2 separate regions of the Mus musculus genome follow, and region 1 is linked to region 2. The links are chromatin contacts, called in public Hi-C maps. All regions are on one chromosome and are shown on one strand. The core of a region is the stretch at or near the end of the contact, and the rest is flanking DNA. Distances in the headings are between cores, read along the strand shown. Region 1 overlaps Senp1 (SUMO1/sentrin specific peptidase 1). Region 2 holds the start of Asb8 (ankyrin repeat and SOCS box-containing 8).

The links. Hi-C and Micro-C count contacts between places; a contact is called where the count stands out from the background.
Region 1: a contact with region 2 is called in a Hi-C map of reprogramming fibroblasts, with 2.1 times the contacts expected there. The contact joins the enhancer-like site here to the promoter of Asb8 in region 2. A contact is called at or near these places in 23 of 39 promoter capture datasets (the 3T3-L1 cell line, the C10 cell line, the HPC-7 cell line and 13 more), 2 of 15 datasets of contacts at CTCF or cohesin (large pre-B cells and pro-B cells), 12 of 484 Hi-C or Micro-C datasets (the G1E-ER4 cell line, the HL-1 cell line, the HPC-7 cell line and 6 more), 8 of 115 datasets of contacts at active chromatin or transcription factors (the 230-238 cell line, bone marrow-derived macrophages, embryonic midbrain and 2 more) and 4 of 9 other capture datasets (adipose tissue, embryonic stem cells, liver and 1 more).

Annotation. Positions count from the first base shown.
Region 1 is chr15:98,046,903-98,050,029 of GRCm38.p6, reverse strand. It overlaps Senp1 (SUMO1/sentrin specific peptidase 1), which reads left to right. Exons shown (of 18, transcript NM_144851.5): 14 at 1,641-1,844; 15 at 2,758-2,837. Among named protein-coding and RNA genes, the nearest start is that of Gm41395, 12 kb to the right of the region's middle. Within about 2 kb of position 1,874, at least 38 of the 459 cell types and tissues checked have an H3K27ac peak or open chromatin away from gene starts, as enhancers often do. A contact at or near this core is called in the HL-1 cell line and reprogramming fibroblasts, where this site is marked.
Region 2 is chr15:98,144,418-98,147,345 of GRCm38.p6, reverse strand. It overlaps Asb8 (ankyrin repeat and SOCS box-containing 8), which reads left to right and starts at 1,644. Exons shown (of 4, transcript NM_001170710.1): 1 at 1,644-1,745.

The DNA.
Region 1 (3,127 bases), core at 625-3,124, 98 kb after region 2:
ACTATAGCTTTTGGTACCCTGAATATATAACTATAATATATATTTATAATATATATAAATATAACATGGATAACATAGTAGACTAAGTAGATCCTATCCACTTCTCTGAGAGGAAACTTACCCATTCCTTTTTGGTTAATTTTCTCTCAATAGAGATTATAGTTTACTATATATAAATCTTTGTTTGCCTAGGCAGATATGCCTGCATTCATAACTGTTTTCACAAATGGAGATACATCATTTAGGGACATTATTGTTTGGCAGTTAAACTGAACACTTAGATTTGAAAACATACCATCTGGTTGCACCTTGATTCCTTTTCGTTATTTAAAGCTTCAGGGAATATTGCACAGAGATCAGAGCTGCAGCAGAACGGTCTTCAGGCCTGGCCCATCACCTTAGAGCTCTTGGTTTGGTTTCCCTGAAGCTGCCTGTGCGTCTGTATCTATGGGCCCTTTCTCTGGTCTAGACCAGGGTTGGGTGTATTCCTGGCAGGATTCCCTGTGGACAGTGGCTCACTGCTCTGGCATCCTGGTGTGTAAATATTTGTCAAAAGACGGGGGCTTTTTCCCATTCCTCAAAAAACATTCTGAAAAATGTCCCTGTTTTCATAGTCATATTTCCAAGCTGTGGCTCAGTTAGCCCATTCATTCCTTTCAGTTGACAGACACTGGCTTGGCCTTAGCTATCCACATAAAGTAAGTATGCTGTAATTTTTGGCCTAATAACTTTTAAGCGTTAGGACCAGGACTCTGGACCTAAAGGAACCACAGACAGCATAGTTACTGTTCTAAAAGACATTGCTTTGTTGACTAAGAATCGCACATCTCTTCTATCAAATATTTTAATTCATCATGCGCACACTTGATACTGAAGAAGTGATGCAGTGATGAGAAAGCTAACCACCTCGCTTCGTCATGCTAGGACCTGACGCCTGGGTTCCCAGGGGAGGGTGCTGTGCTATTGCAGGCATTTCCTAGCTTGTCTCAGGGGTTTCTGGTCTTAGATTTGCGCGAAACCGAAGCAGTTTGCTGCTGCACATGGCTGAGAAGGCCTCAGATGCGGAGCTGGGTTTTCTCTGTGTGCAACTGTAATAGTTGAAGTCTTTAATTCCAGCACTCAGGTCTCAGACAGGACATGTACCACAGGTTCAAGGCTAGCTTGGGCTTTATAGTGAGTTTAGGACAGTCTGCTACAGAGTGAGACCCTGTCTCAACCCAAGCAGTGAGAAGAGGAAGGAGAGGGAAAATGTCAGGGAGGGAGAGGAAGGAGAAAAGGGCAGAGGGAGAATAAGACCAGAGCCCAGGATCCACTTGCTCAGCACAGACACTCAGACAGCTCCCACTGCACTCCTGTCTCCTCTCTCCGGTTCTCATCTTCCTCCTCCCCTCCAGTTTTCTGCTAGTCTGGCTAGCAGCTGCCTATCTGCTCTGGTTTCCAGCAGTTAACTTAGTTGTGTGATACTTAAGAAGTATGATTAATAAAGTCTTTATATTAAGGAAAACTGGATATTTAAAAATTATCTGTTGAAGCATTCGTTGAGTTGGCTGCCATCCATAGCATAATACATACGCATATGTTAATGACATTCTGATTGTGCTAGTGTTTGGACTGTTCTAATGTGTAATGTCTTCCTGCAGATCATCAATTTCTACATGAACATGCTAATGGAACGCAGTAAAGAGAAGGGGTTTCCAAGTGTACATGCGTTTAATACCTTCTTCTTCACTAAGCTAAAAACAGCTGGTTATCAGGCAGTGAAACGCTGGACAAAGAAGGTGGATGTATTCTCCGTTGATATTCTTCTGGTGCCCATTCACTTGGGTGTGCACTGGTGTCTAGCTGTGAGTAACTCCTTTATTTTTGATGGCATGAGAAAGAGATCTACGTAGGCAGCATAGCCAGCCCAGTGGGCCATATGATCTGTGTCTCTGCTTTGCTATGGAGGAGAGGTGGAATTTCATAGTGATGCCTCGGCTTTAGAGTAGGGGATGCTTAGGTTCGGAAGTTACAGGTCATCCCGCCGCCGCCTCAGGTGAGGCAAGGAACAAGCATGTTTGTGGTGCCACCAGCCCCAGCTTCCTACCTAGCTCTGACTTGCCTTGTGCATGTGGGGGTTTAGCATTTCTGTGCTCTGGAAGCATGAAGACATCAGCTTAATGTTAATAAGAGTTATTGTATATTCTGTTTTGAATTACATTTCAAAGATATCAATCTGGGGCTGGAGAGATGGCTCAAAGGTTAAGAGCACGGACTGCTCTTCCGAAGGTCCTGAATTCAAATCCCAGCAACCACCTGGTGACTCACAACCGTCCATAACAAAATCTGACTCCCTCTTCTGGAGAGTCGGAAAACAGCTACAGTGTGCACTTACATATTATAAATAAATAAATAAATAAATAAATAAATAAATAAATATCGATCCAAAAAAAGGAAATAAGATAAAAACAAACGCAGAATCTTGTCACCATCTTTCTTATACTGTGGGAATGATCTTATGATAGTTAATTTTCTGTGAATCATGCATTGTTGATCATGGAGAAAGTGGCATGCAAAAAAAGATTTTAAGACAGTTAATAGGCCACTGGTGGATCACCCCAGCACCACCCTAGGTAAACAGTCCCCTTGCTCTTCCCATGCTAGAATACAGCACATTCACCATACTGCTCACAGTCTCACAGACAGTCTGGGGAAAGGTCAAGGCCAAGGGAGGCCAGCTGATGATGCGTGTGTCCTGACTGTTTTGTCTTGTTCCAGGTTGTAGACTTTAGAAGGAAGAGTATCACCTACTATGATTCTATGGGTGGAATAAACAACGAGGCCTGCAGGATCCTCTTGTAAGTGCAAATTGAGGACAAAAGAAATGTTTGTTGCTTTCTGTCTTTCCAGCAATCTGAGTGAGACCTTCGGAGATGGGATTAGTGGCATTGTCACATCAGTATAAATGCATATTTTAAATACAATATGTATTAATGAGGGCAGTTGCTGTCTTGGCACACTGAAATATAGAGTAACCATATACATAGAAATACAGTCAGCAGAACTCATATTTAATTCAGCTTTCTGAAATTTTAAACGAAAAAGTCCCACAGAGATGACTTTGCTTTGGTCTTACTACTTAGTGGTT
Region 2 (2,928 bases), core at 395-2,894:
AATATTAGATTTTAAATGTGACAAGAAGTCAATGTTTTACAAATAGGCAATGTTATAAAGATTTCATGTTACTATTCTAATTTTTCTGTATGTTTGAATATTTTTATAAAAATATTAAAATTTAAAATTGAGAATCATTATTGTCCTTATCTTTCTTCAGGAAGAAGAAGAAAAAAAAATAGAACAGACACTGTAGGCTTTGCAATTTTATAATGAAGTGCTCTCAAGCTCCATTTTGTAGTACAGTACCATGACGATAGCTATACAGCGGTTTGAAATTGGGCAAGTGAGAAAGCATTTGGGAAGCAAGACTTTGTTTTTTACTTAAAATCAAATTTTCTAGAAATAGAAGGATATTTAAGTATTATTACAGCCAATGAAAGACCCACAATGTGAGGGCTCCCCCACGTTCTGACTCAGGAGAGGCGACACCCCAAAATCACCCACAAGAAACGGGTCTTGCTGCAAATTGCAAGAGGATTTTTATTCAAGAGCGCTCTCGGGCCCATGGTCATACACCACGCAGGGGTAGAGGACCGTGGCGCCCTGAGTAGCTGGGTAAGGGGGTATTTAAAGGAAGAAACCGAAACTTAAGGAAGTGGGGAGGGTGTTGTTGGAAGATACCAAAGATACCAGTTAAGAGTCACAAGGAAGTGTAAAGTTACAAGAGTCACAAGGAATACCTGGTAATTGTTAACTCTCAAGACAGCTTCTAAGAGCCTCTAACAATAGCACATTTGCATTGCAGGTTCTGGTAATGGCCAGGGTGACTTTCTTTGAATGAGCACTCTTTGAACCCAGGAAGCGGGTGGGTAGAGGAATGTTGCTCTCTTTTTTGATTAGCATACCTTTACAAAGGCCACATTCCCAAGCCTGGGCCTAAAGGCCTAGAATTCTGTTTTTACGTTGTTATACTTTCACCAACACTCAAGAAAGATAATACTCGGAGAAATTGAGCGAAATACATCAGTCTCAAAGCCAATGCCCGAACCCTGTACTCTTCCTTCTGTGTTGGGTCATTGAACTACAGCTGGCCCAGAACCTCCGAAGAGAGGTGACTGCCACCCTCCAGGTTACAGTACTTCATCTTGCTAGATCCTTAGACCCTCTGCTGTGTACAAGTGCAAACCTGCTTTTGTTATGTAGTGGGTAAATTCTGAGAGAGAGAGAGGGAGAGAGAGAGAGAGAGAGAGAGAGAGAGAGAGAGAGAGAGAGAGAGTTAGTTCAAATAAGCTGGGCTTCCTCAAATCAAGATTGAGAGGCAGTCACCAGCAGCTTGCTCTGTCAATTATGTGACGCTTGTACTCTGAAATGGATGATGCTAAGCAGAGAAGACGGTGGGGATGTGGTGCCAGGACTGTTTGCAGATATAGACTCTGGGAGGCAGACTAATGGGATGCCCTGGTCCACACAGACGCAGACTTATAAGAATAGGCTTAAAATTCGGGATTTTCCTCCACCATTGGACCAGGACACGAGGCCAGAGGCTAGGAGTGATCTAGCGATCGCGCCCACGTCCTATAAGCAGCGACAGGGGAATGCGTCCAGCTCCTTAGGAAAGTTTTAAGAACCCACCAACGTCCACAGTCTGCGCAGGCGCACTCGGCTCGCTCACACTGGCCTGCGCGCAGGCGCCCACGCACTCGGCCGGCTTGCGCTGTAAACCCCGGGGCTGATGCGAGCCGCTTCTGCTTCCGGGTCACGCCTTGACAGCGGCTTCCCGGACCGATCTGACCCGCGGTTCGGTGAGTGCGGCCGTGAGTGCGGGACGGTGTTGAAGCCAGCCCCCCTCCCCACCCCCAAGTCGGTGCTTCGCAGCCTGTGAACGCCCCTTAGCCGCCTGCCCGGCCTCTGTGCCTCCGGACCCGGCCACCGTTCCCGGCCTTTGCGGGTGGTGGGGGCGGGGGCTGGTCGGCGCCCCGGGGTGCAGGCTGAGACTCCCGGGACTCGCCCGGATTGCTGTGAGCGCCCGGGGGTCCCTGCCGCAAGGGACGCAGCAGCCCTGGCCTTTGCTGCCCTGGCCCCCGCCCCTCTCCGTCCGTCTGTCCGTCCAGACCCGGCAGCTGCGAACCTCCAGCTGTCCGCGTCCTGGGATTGGGAGCCTCCGGCCAGGCCAAGGGTCACCGCGGGGGCGAGGCCGACGCCGGCCCTGAGCAGGGTCTGTTGAGTGTATTTGTGCATTGCTTTAAAAAAAAAAAAAAAAAGTTTTCTGTACATTCCATAGGAGGGAGAAGAAAAAACAGGGCATGGAGCAAACGAGTCACAGCTGAGGGAAGGACCCACCGGGGTCAGATTGCAGGGTTGCTGGCCTCGGGGGCCACAGGGAAGTTGATTATCTTGATCTATCCTGACAGCAGATGCTGTCCTTGCGAAAGGCACACAGTTTCACCTGGAGCTTCAAGGTAGAGTTCTTAGCCTGGAAGCCAGGAACATCCATAAAATGAGTGCAGGGTTTAGTGCCATCTGCTTAATGTACCAGGAACTTACACAACCACATCAGGTCAAGCCTTCTGCTTTGTCCCCTCTGACCAACACCGTTGCTGAAACCCGGACTATACCTTTGCGCCCACCCCACCTCCCAACCCCATGCTTTTTTGTCCCCTTTGTTACAAAGTTTAAGAAAAAAAAAACAGGATTTGCCGAATTCTAAGCCATACCCACAGCCTCGCATACCTTTCAGACAGCTGTTAATGGCTACTGATTAGCAAAAAGAAACTAGAGTTTATACTACATTATCGAATGTATAAAGGGATAACCCATCGCAAATTTGCGCTTCTTAGTAGTTGCATGTGTAATTATATATATATATTCTACAGTAAAGCTTTTGCTTCTGAGTCACACCCTGACAGCAACTTACCTAACCCAGGGGTTTGGTGAGTCCGATCCTGGGTGCTTGATGCTGTGATGCCAATTCAAATATGGATTTAA